2 separate regions of the Mus musculus genome follow, and region 2 is linked to region 1. Evidence: chromatin contacts called from public promoter capture Hi-C data. All regions are on one chromosome and are shown on one strand. Each heading gives the region's core, a stretch centred on a gene start, on an enhancer-like site or on the middle of the called end of the contact. The rest is flanking DNA. Distances are from core to core; before and after follow the strand shown.

Region 1 (5,524 bases), core at 836-3,335:
ATTATTGAAATCTTTTTTTATTCACTATATTTTGATCATGGTTCCCCAGCTCCTCTCCAGCTCCTTCCACTCAGGTCCTCTCAGATCCTCTCCCCACAACTCCAGTCTTTTTTCTCTCTCTTAGAAAACAAATAGGCTAACCAGGACAAAGAGTAAGACAACAAAGAGGAAGCACAAGAAAAACACAGATTCATACATTGAAAAAACAAAACCTATAAAAGCACAAAAAAGTGGGGCTGGAGAGATGGCTCAGTTGTTAGAGCACTGACTGCTCTTTCAGAGGTCCTGAGTTCAATTTCCAGCAACCACATGGTGGCCCACAACCATCTGTAACAGGATCTCATCTGTTTTCCTGGTGTGTCTGAAGACAGTGGCAGTGTAAATAAATAATTCTTAAAAAACACACACACAAAATAATCATAGTCCAGTTTCTCTGGCTTCACATGAAATTCTTTATGAATGGGAAATTGTCATATTATCAAATACTTGTTATCAAAATATAACAGAATCTAAGCTTTAGTGTGTCTACCAGCACTCACCTTAATGCTACCCAGTTTCTTTTTGTTATATACTTTAAAATGTACCATTACAGGTAACTGTATCACTTCAGATATGTAGATTTCAAATGCTCTGTTAGGATGGTAGTAGTTCAGTAGAAAGGTTGTGCCTCAGGCCTTGATACCAGTTTACATTAATAGAAAACAACAACAAGATCCCCAGCTGTACAGCTCTCCCTGACTGTCGTGGACTACTGTCATGGGTGTTGTTGTTCAGTCGTTGGGTCATTTATGGCATTTTGCAAGTTAGTCCTGGCGTTGCCTTGTAATTGCAGACAAAATGCTCAATATCTGTTCTGTCTCTAGGATTGTTTGCACTAAGTTTAGTTTGCAGAGGGGGTGGGAGTCAGGATCTTGCTCTATAGCCCTGACTAGCCTGGTGCCCATTCTATAGCCCGGGCTGGCTTTTGACCTTACAGTGGTCTGCTGATACAGCCTCCCTAGTGCAGCTGATGCTTTTTCAGAATCTGTTAAGATTGTTTCTTAATTGGAGATTTCTCATTGAAGATGGATTTACCAATGTATACCTCATTTCTCTAAAGTACAGATTTGATCTTGTCACATCCTTGCTTAAAATATTCTTTGCTTGATTCATTTCTTGGCTTGGACCTGTCAGTATTAAGTTTACAGAGAAGAAGGAAAGACCTGACCTCTCCAGGGTGTCATCTGACTTCTACACGCACCTGGCCTGTGAACAGCCAGACTGGGAACACGCTAAATGACGAGATAGTAAAAATAAGAGGAAAATCTAGCAGAGTCCCTAGAAAACAAAAGCAACAACAAACCCCTGGATTCCAAGTGTGTCATGAAATATCCCAATGCAAGCTGAGTGTAAGCTCTGATGTGCCTTCGAGGGTTTGTGGGGCTCACAGGGCAACTTGAGGCAGTCTCCTCTCTCCCACCACGTGGGGTTTGGGGTCTTTGCCTCAGGCCTGGCGCAGGCACCTTTACCCACAGAACTATCTCAGCAGCCTTAATAGACCTCGGGAAGAAGTGACGCATTTACAGATGGAGCCTATTTGGGGTATCCCGAGCCCAGCGAGGGATCCAGGGGACCTAGTCATTAAATGGAATCACTTTCCACTGAGGGAGAAGGGAAAGCCTCAAGCATGAGACCATCATACTCCAAGCTGACGTTAAATATTGTAAATAGTAGTCCTTAATATAAGGCTTGTAGGCTGGGCCATGACTTGGTGATAAAGCACTTGCCTAGAGTGTTAGACTGTAGAGTGTTTACTCTACAGTAACCTAGGCCTCTACCCCAAAACAGTGAAATCTGCAAACAGGAACATCGCCTGGCACCAATTCTTAATTCCCACCCTGGGGCACTGACCATGTGGCCATCTTGTCCAGTTCCTGAGTTTAGGGTGCTCCACACCTCACAGCCCCTCAGCTGGCCCACTGGGTAGCTCACAGGTCCGCGGCTCCTATAAGGGGCTTCTGCTTTCACTTTAGTCCTCCCCTGAGTGCAAGGGGATGACCTCCAGTTGGTCTAAAGGCTGGAAGGCCCCCTCAGCAGACTCGTTTCCCAGGGAACCCCAGCTCACAGTGGCCAGCCGGCAGCACACTGCCGTTGTTGTGGTAAGGAACACAACACACAGTAAACGGGACGCCTTGTAAGATAAAAAGCAGGAAGGAAGGAAGTCTGCTTTTTCGTTTTCTTCCATACTTATAATTTGCTTTAAAATTTAAACGATTATTGTGTTGGTGTGTGGAAATCAAGGCCAACTTTGAGGGTTTGTTTGTCTGCTTCCTTTCTGGGGTCATCAGGTGTGTGTGGGAGGCACTTGCCCCTGAGGAACCATCCTGCCAGTTCTTTGCTTCAGAATGTTTGCTCTGTTTTGAGTTCATTTTAAGTGCCCCCCCCCCCCAGTATTAATTATCTTCAATAATTGAGATTGCCTGTAAGAGTTTTTCAAGAGTTTGGAGAGGTGGCTCAGTGGGTAAGAGTGCAGCTTGGCTCCAGCATCCACATATGGCAGCCCACAATAGGCCCTAACTCCCGCCCTCCTAGGCCCCAGGGCACTGCACTCACTTGCACAAACCCATTCTTAGACACACACAAGGCTGGAGGTGTAACCCTGTGGCAGCAAACCTGTGAACACGTACACATGTGCATATAGTTTTTACTTTTTAAGGAAATTCACTTAATGAAATTTGATTACATCTTCAGTCAGCTTGAACAATCATTAGGTCTTGACCAGTCTCATTTCATAAGCCTTCATCCCTTCCATCTGAGTATTGTTATAAAGCGATTTCTGATAGTAAGTATTTACCTGTAAACATCTCAGCCTTAATCTATACCATAAGTAAGTATATTTTTAAAAACAACCATTAGCGTGTCAGTAACCACAATAACTAGTGACTTTAATGGTAGTTCCTAAATAGTATAAAATAGCACTGTTAAATCTCAGCTTAACTGAAGTAATTTAAATGTTAAATACTTAAAGTAATAGTGTTTTTATTATTGACTATGCTGTTTTCAATTTTAAAAAAGATTTTATTTATTTTATGTATATGAGTACACTGTAGCTGTCTTCAGACGCACCAGAAGAGGGCATCATATCCCATTACAGATGGTTGTGAGCCACCATGTGCTTGCTGGGAATTGAACTCAGGACCTCTGGAAGAGCAGTCAGTGCTCTTAACCACTGAGCCATCCCCCAACTCCGTAAAGAAACATTTAAAAATTACTTTAAAATAGTTTTTAAATGTTTAAAATGACATTGATTGTTTGTGTACAGTCACTTGTTTGGGTCAGAGGCCAGCAGAGGGCATCAGATCCCTAGAGGTGAAGTACAAAGAGCTGCAGCCTCCTGATGTGGGTATTGAGAGCTGACTCTGGTTTTCTGGAAGAACAGCATGTGATCTTAACCACGGAGCCACCTCTCTGGCCTCAGTAGCTGTTTTGTACGGGTCTGCATGATTTTTGTTTTGTTTTTTGAGATAAGTCTTACATATTCCTGGCTGGTTCCTCTGTTGCTGAGAAAGTCCTTGGATCCTCAGGTGTCCTATCTTGCCTGGTTTATGAGGTGCTCATGGCTCCCTGCATGAGAGGCGAGCACTCTGCCAACCAAGCTGCCCTCCCTGCAGAACTGTTGGTTTTAATTTTGCTCTACATGATTTAAGTTCAAATAGGAAGATAGCTGTTGTAAGTGTAAAAGTACAGAGACGAAGAAAACTTGGGGCCCAAGTCCTGAGTTGTCCCAAGCGCTCGCTCTCACTTGCGCGCTCTCTCTCTCTCTCTCATTGATATTACCTTAACTATGGTTCAGGGGGCACTGCTAGGTAATCTAGTATTAGGTATTATTAAGAAGCTTTGTTTGGTGGTCCCTATCATTCATTAGGGTCACACTGGTGTCTCTAAAGTCATATATTGATATATATGAAACTAAAATCCTTATATAGAGAGATCATCACTGTGTAAATTTTTTTAACTATTACTAAAACTCCTCAGCTGACGGGTTCCCTCTCATTTGCAGGTAGGGTTCTTTCACAGTCTACTCCTGGAACTCCATCAAAGACTATAACAATATCAGAAAGTGGTGTGATTGGATCAACTTTAAATTCGACAACACAGACACCAAATAAGATAGCCATCTCACCTTTGAAGTCGCCAAATAAGGTAAAAAAAGAAAATGAGCCCCAAATGCCAAATATTGTGATTGATTCTTTTATTGTCTTACAAGTAACTTCAAGTACTTTAGTTTTCATATATCCCTAAGCAGTTATCAATAGGTACTTGGTGAATATAGGATTAATTTACTAATCAGAATTTTTTTTTTTTTTTTTGCTTGTTGGTTTGTTTAGGACTGACTCTACTGTGTAGCCTTGGGTGGCCTAGGACCTAAAATCCTCCTGCCTCTGCCTCCCCAGTGTGGTTTCTAGGCATGATGATCCAGGACTCCCAGCCTTGTTTTTTTTTGTTGTTGTTGTTTTTTTGTTTTTTTTTTTGTTTTGTTTTGTTTTTTCGAGACAGGGTTTCTCTGTGTAGCCCTGGCTGTCCTGGAACTCACTTTGTAGACCAGGCTGTCCTCGAACTCAGAAATCCACCTGCCTCTGCCTCCCGAGTGCTGGGATTAAAGGCGTGCGCCGCCACCATGCCTGGCTCCAGCCTTGTTTATTAGTTTGTTTGGTACCGGGGTTTTGACAAGTGCTCTACCACTGACCTCTGCTCTCAGCCACAAGCAAGGGGTTTTGGCTAGTGAAGATTTTACTTCAAACACTTGGCAACAGAGTGATCATTGGTGACTTTTATGGCCTGTATGAATATAAATACAAGTTTTTAGTGAAGGATATATATGATGTAGTTAGTTACTCTTCAGTTAGTATTTAGCAATATTACTATTTGGGTAATAATAAACAGATGTCGTGAGTTTATAGTGTAACATGCTAAAGTAACTATGTATGGCAATGCCAGCTCCCGATGGGTAACACTGAAGACTGGAAAAGGATGTCAGGCATGCTAAGCACACTCTCAGTGTAAACGAGGCAAGTGTCTAACTTACTTCCCTGAGACTCACAATTATCATTATGCCAACGTAGAAAAGCATACAAAGCAGGTATATTATAAAAGTCACAACTTTTTTTTTCTGTTAGACGCCACCCTGTGTGTCTGGAAATACACCATCTCCTTGTCAGCTCCCTCCTTGATTTGTAGCTATTCATAAATAAAACCACATTGGACGTTTGCTCTCTATAATATATAAATATGATATCATACAGCCTATTAAAGTTGGCATCCAGATACAAAGTGGTATGTTCACATAGATGGTGTTTTCTATAACCGAGTGGACTCAGCTTTTTGTCTCATGCTTTTCACACACGGGGCTGAAACCTAGAAAGATTAAGGTTTTTATCTCAAGAAGTTCAATCCGAACATTAGATGGAAGCATTAGAAGCTCTTTGCAGAATTTCAGTTATTACAGGTAGACTGATACCTCTGTGTGTGTGTGTGTGTTTGCTAC
Region 2 (5,524 bases), core at 1,691-4,190, 320 kb before region 1:
TGCTGCGTTTCAATTGCATATAATCAAAGAACCTTAGTTCAATTTAAAGTTAATTAATTTAAATTTTATTTCAAGAAAATTGCTTGGTATAAACATAATTTTATCATTCGTTTTCTTTTAGATTAATTTATTAAAAGTATACATGTGCTAAGTCATTTATCCATACACAAATTTTCTGCCAGGTGTTTTTCACCATTTCACTTTATAAATAGACAATGTTTCATGGTTTAGTGCAATAAAAAAGGTTTGTTACCATCACCTTCTAGGGTGTTATGAGAGTCTGTGTGGGCCCTTGTGCATTTTCTCACCTTACTGTTCCTGACACAGTGCCTCCCTCTAACTATGAGAACAGTAGTCACCAATATAGTGACATTTAAAGTTTTGGTGAGCATACGAACAGGATTGTGTGAGATTATGTGTATGTGTACATATGTGTGTATGTGCACGTGTGCGCCTCTGTGTGTGTGTGTGTAATTATGCTTTGTTCTTATTTAGTCTCTACTGCTCTCAACCACCCTGCCTTTCTCTCTCTCTCTCTCTCTTGCTGGTTTCCTTCTTCATTCCCAATAATACCCCTTTCTGCTCTTGAACTAACTCAACATATATATTCCATTAACCTCTTTTGTCCCCCTGCCCTTTCCATCTCTTTTCTCACCACAATCCCTTTTTTTTTTTTAAAGATTTATTTATTTATTATATGTAAGTACACTGTAGCTGTCTTCAGACACTCCAGAAGAGGGCGTCAGATCTCGTTACGAATGGTTGTGAGCCACCATGTGGTTGCTGGGATTTGAACTCCGGACCTTTGGAAGAGCAGTCGGGTACGCTTACCCACTGAGCCATCTCACCAGCCCCACAATCCCTTTTCTATGTCCCTGTTTTCTGTTTTTTTGAATGAGTATGTGTGTGTTTCTTTCTTGTGTTTCTTGAAATAGGGTCTCACTATGTAGCTCCGCTGTCCTACAACTCTCCATGTAGCACATGGTGATCTCAAACTCCCCATCCTTCTACGCCGGCCTCCCAAATGCTTTAATTACATGTTGTACCAACGCATTCTGGCACAGGGTCTTAATTTAGAAATGGCTTTGATATCTATAGTTTTCCTTAATTGTGATAAAGGAGTATGACTGGGTGACCGAATTTTTCTGTGGGAAAGAAACAGAATTTTCATTAGTCACATGACCTAAAAAAGGAAATGTAAATTTCCTTTATTTTAAAGTATGATGCATGAATTAGATGACTAAGGTGGAGTCGCATGTGTTTAGACAACTGCTTTGGTATCTAACATAATCTTTTAAGATTTTGGGTTTTTACACTTGATTTTAGCCAAAAGACACAACAGTGATTGGTTTTGTTGTAGTCCAGGATGTATCCAACTCACAAGCTCCTCTTGCCTCAGAGCTTCCTAAGTGCTGTCACAGTACGTGTATACCACCATATCTAGCTTGCCTTGAATATAAGCTGTATTCCTTCTCAGCTCCAGCTAAATTCTCGTGTGCTGTGATTAGGCTCCCACATCCCTGTTCACACTTGAAACCCATAAAAATACACCTATAGTTAAGAAGCAACTAGTTGAATGTCTTACTGTAAAACTTGAATTTGGATCTTTTATCAAGGTAGCCTGTCAGGTTTCTATTACCTACAATTATCCTACCCACCGAAGCTATATTTAGATATTCTCAAATCATGTATCCTTATATTTAATATCTATGAAGAAGAATACATTACAGACTGAATCTAGGAATTCTCTACAAAACACAAGTGACTATAGTCAATAAAAGATAACCATTATTTTGTCCTATAATTGAATTCCAAATATTAAAAATTAGGCTGAATTTGGAAATGAATTAGTAATATGGGGGGAGGGGGACCTGGGGCTGGATAGGTGTCAGTGGTTAAAAGTACTCCCTAATGTTACTAAGTACAGGGTTTGAATCCCAGCACCCACACCCAGTGGCTCACGACCACCTCGTTCCAGCTCCAGGAGAATCCAATGCCCTCTTCTGGCTTCCACAACTCCCCTCCCCCACATACATACAAATAATAAAATAATGTCTTCTTTAAAAAAAGAAAACGAAATCTTACCAGGTCCTCATTGCTGGTTACCTGTTCAAACTGTGAAAAACATCGTCTCCAAATCACAGAAACTAAAGAGAAAATGGCGACAACACAATTGTTTTCATTCGCTGCATATCTAACCAAGATTTACGTTTTTAAAGATGCTAGATAATCAAAGGGCACAATATCAAACATTCTTTTCAATGATTAGTTAGCAACCTGTTAGATTTGGGACATAATAGGACTCAAAATGAGCGGTTCCAAAGGCTTTGGATAAAGGACATATATACTTCCTCTCCTATAAATTCTTTCTCATTTCTACAGTTACGGATTGAAATTCAAATATGTACAGAAACAACAGAATGGTACTGTCATTCCAAAGGAGAAATAAAAAGATTCAAGACATTGACAAAGAAGCATAAAACAAACAAACAAAAAAAGAGTTGACTACACCTTGGAGACAGGAGCCTAGATAGCATAACTGTTTCCTGAGAGGCTTCGTCCAAGCAGCGGATGGAAACAGATGCAAGAGAACCACAGCCAACAAGTGTCCAGAAAGTCTTATTGAGGAGTCGGGGCGATAGGTTTTTGTAAAGTGAATAAGTAACGGGGTAAAGTGGTTGACTACACCTCAAAGTCCTCTTCAGCTCTAGGAAACTAGTCTACGATGACTCGAGCCTCCCACTTATCTCAAACCTAGTTCTATTGAAATAGTCATTTTGCTAACGGCGAGGACCCCACCGACAATCAGCGGCTATAATGCTATGCCGGACGTTTTACCTGCTTGAGTTCCGCGATCCGTGAAGCAGCCAGCCGCGGTTGTCAAATTCTTCCTCCCTATACCACTGCACAGAGCAACCAGAGCGGCCATGGTTCTCCGCCCTTCCTCTTCCTTTCTATTTCCCTAAGCGCCCCGACAGGTCCTTTCTGGTGCTCTTCCCCTGTCTGCCCGGGATTCGACGCAAAGGTTCCGGCGCGAACGCGGCCCGGGTTTCAATGCACTGCACCTTTATCTTCCCGCGCTTCCCGGGCCGGAAGTCACGTGACCCGGGGCTGCGCTGCTGAGGGATGGAAAGCTGATGCTGGGTCACCTGCTGTCTCCAGAACGGCGCCACCGGCTCCGGGCTGCACCCAGGGCGGCTGTCGCAGGGACTCTGGGCCGTTGTCATGGAGGACGGCTGTCCCCGCATCCGCCGGCGGGTGTCTGTCCGCAAAAGGAACCGCGGCAACCTGGAGAACCTCCGTGCCTCCCCGACCCCGGCCGAGCTCCAGCCTGCCGAGGACACGGAGGACGAAGCTGCAGCCGGGAGCCGCCGCCGGAAAACCGGGAGCCCGGAGCACGCCCAGGTACAGCCCTGCTGAGTCCCCGCATCCCCGTTGACTCGCCCGGTCCTGTCATCCCAGGGGCTGCGGTGGCAACCGCGTGTCCCGCCCCGGGCACGGCTGCGCGGGAGGTGAAACCGCCTTCTTCCCAGGTGCACATCATGAGTAGCCTTAGCTCGCTCTCTCACCTTTGTTATCCTTTTATCTCCATCACTTGGGAGACACTGCTTAAACCCCCGACTTCTAGGTAGATGTCAAACCTACATGCTCCTTCCATCCCCTGTCATAAAAAGTATTCACGGGGCAATTAACTGGCTTGACAGAGAGAAAGCTAGCCTTCCAAATGGCTCGGCTCTACTTTACTGATAAAACATTTTTATTGATGACCCATTAATTGCTAGTTACGTTATTAAACTAGCCATATTATGTAGACTTTTACAACGGTAAGTGAGTCCAGGGAAGTTGAGAGACTAAAGTTGTGACTCAATAAATAATTATCACCTCCCAGTTTACATCTCTGTTCTGTAAGCCACCATACATGAGTGTGCACATGACTGTCTCAATTCCAAGTTCAGAACAGAATTTCATTGTAGTGTCTAGTGGAACATTGTAGTGTCTAATGGCACAATCATGATTTTGTAGCAGACCAGCTTCTACGTTAGTGCCTGGGCCGGAATTACCACAGTTATCAGAAGCATCTATTGAATCTTGGAGAGAGTTACTGTTCTTTCATTCTTAAGTGCTTTAGCATAGGTTTAAGAATTAAAATGCCAAAGACTGGGCGGTTAGGTTCAGCAGCGGAGCCTGGGGCAGGCCCTGGGCTCACATGGCAGCACCAGAATAAATAATTTAGAATTCCAGTATCACCCCTTGGGGGATGTATCTGAGTTGACAGAATGTTTGCTTAGAATGCCCAACACCCTGGGTTTGATCCCAACACCTCCTAAAACCAGGCATGGTGAGGCATTCAGGAAACAGGCAGGAGGATCAGGAGTGTGTAGCCTCAGTAAGGTGAGATCCTGTTCTGACTTTTAAAAAAATGTTTCTTAGCATCCTGATATCCCATAATAAGCCAGCAGTACTGTTTAGGCAAGTCAGAGCAACTCTCTGGACTTGTTTCTTTTGTTTGGTGATGATAATATGTATTCAGAGGATAATTTGCATATAGTGATATCATTGGGATAGTCCTTTGCTGGGACATTTGTTTTTTTAAAATGAGGATGGAATTCATGTATGTATCTTTGTTTCCTTACAGGAAAATGACAGCGAAGAGGACATGTTTGGTGACTATGACAGCTTTACAGAAAGTTCCTTCTTAGCTCACGTTGATGACCTGGAACAGAGATATATGCAACTGCCTGAATGTGGGGACCGTGATGCAGACTCTGGCACCAAAGACCTTTGTTCAGCAGGCCTCAAAAACAACCTCAGAGTTACTACTGTAATCAACCTCACTGACCCGGAAACTAGTGAGCACGGCCAGAAGCAGAGTCACCTAGATGTCCCTGCTGAACCAGAACCTGGAAGCGATCTTTCGTTTGATGTGCCTTCTTCTCAAATTTTATACTTTGAAAATCCGCAGAACTCACCAGAAGCTTTGGGCGATCCGTGCACTAAGAAGACAAATGGGGACCCACAGAAGTCATCACATGAAGAGTTGGTCTCCAGCCACACAGAGCAACCCGAGCCAAATAATGACTTCTCTAACGTCAGAGCTGCTTCAGAGTCAAGCAGGAGAAAAAGTCTGAAAGACCATCTGAAAAGTACCATGGCTGGGAATGCCAGGGCCCAGACCCCAGCATTTCCCAGGAGTAAACACCTCAGAGAGGCGCTCCTGTCTGAGGAGATCAGCGTCGCCAAGAAAGCCATTGAGTCACCGTCAGATGATCTTGGTCCTTTTTATTCGCTACCCAGCAAAGTGAGAGATCTTTACGTTCAATTGAAAGGAATCAAAAAGCTATATGGTAATGCTTTGTATAAAAAGGAAACCAAATTTATAGTTCAAATAGTATTAGAGTATTAAACCAAATCAGTGGAAGCAGGTGATTCCCTGGTTCCGTCTCTGATCTCGAATGAGCAAGAGTATCAGTTGCGTTAACCCTGCATCCCTCTCGTGGACTTCTTTCCTTCCTTGTGTATTGTC

The links. Promoter capture Hi-C pulls out the DNA fragments that hold promoters and counts their contacts.
Region 2: a contact with region 1 is called in a promoter capture Hi-C map of hematopoietic stem and progenitor cells, with 3 times the contacts expected there. The contact joins the promoter of Mrps18c here to the enhancer-like site in region 1. A contact is called at or near these places in 4 of 39 promoter capture datasets (the C10 cell line, hematopoietic stem and progenitor cells and liver), 2 of 115 datasets of contacts at active chromatin or transcription factors (astrocytes and embryonic stem cells) and 3 of 9 other capture datasets (adipose tissue, liver and macrophages).

What each region holds. Positions count from the first base shown.
Region 1 is chr5:100,474,347-100,479,870 of GRCm38.p6, reverse strand. Lin54 (lin-54 homolog (C. elegans)) reads left to right here. Exons shown (of 13, transcript NM_172714.4): 4 at 4,040-4,182. Among named protein-coding and RNA genes, the nearest start is that of Lin54, 24 kb to the left of the region's middle. Within about 2 kb of position 2,085, at least 15 of the 459 cell types and tissues checked have an H3K27ac peak or open chromatin away from gene starts, as enhancers often do. A contact at or near this core is called in embryonic stem cells and hematopoietic stem and progenitor cells, where this site is marked.
Region 2 is chr5:100,796,175-100,801,698 of GRCm38.p6, reverse strand. Mrps18c (mitochondrial ribosomal protein S18C) reads right to left here and starts at 2,940. Exons shown (of 6, transcript NM_026826.1): 1 at 2,839-2,940; 2 at 2,086-2,147. The coding sequence starts at 2,929. Helq (helicase, POLQ-like) reads left to right here and starts at 3,099. Exons shown (of 18, transcript NM_001081107.1): 1 at 3,099-3,405; 2 at 4,637-5,345. The coding sequence starts at 3,226.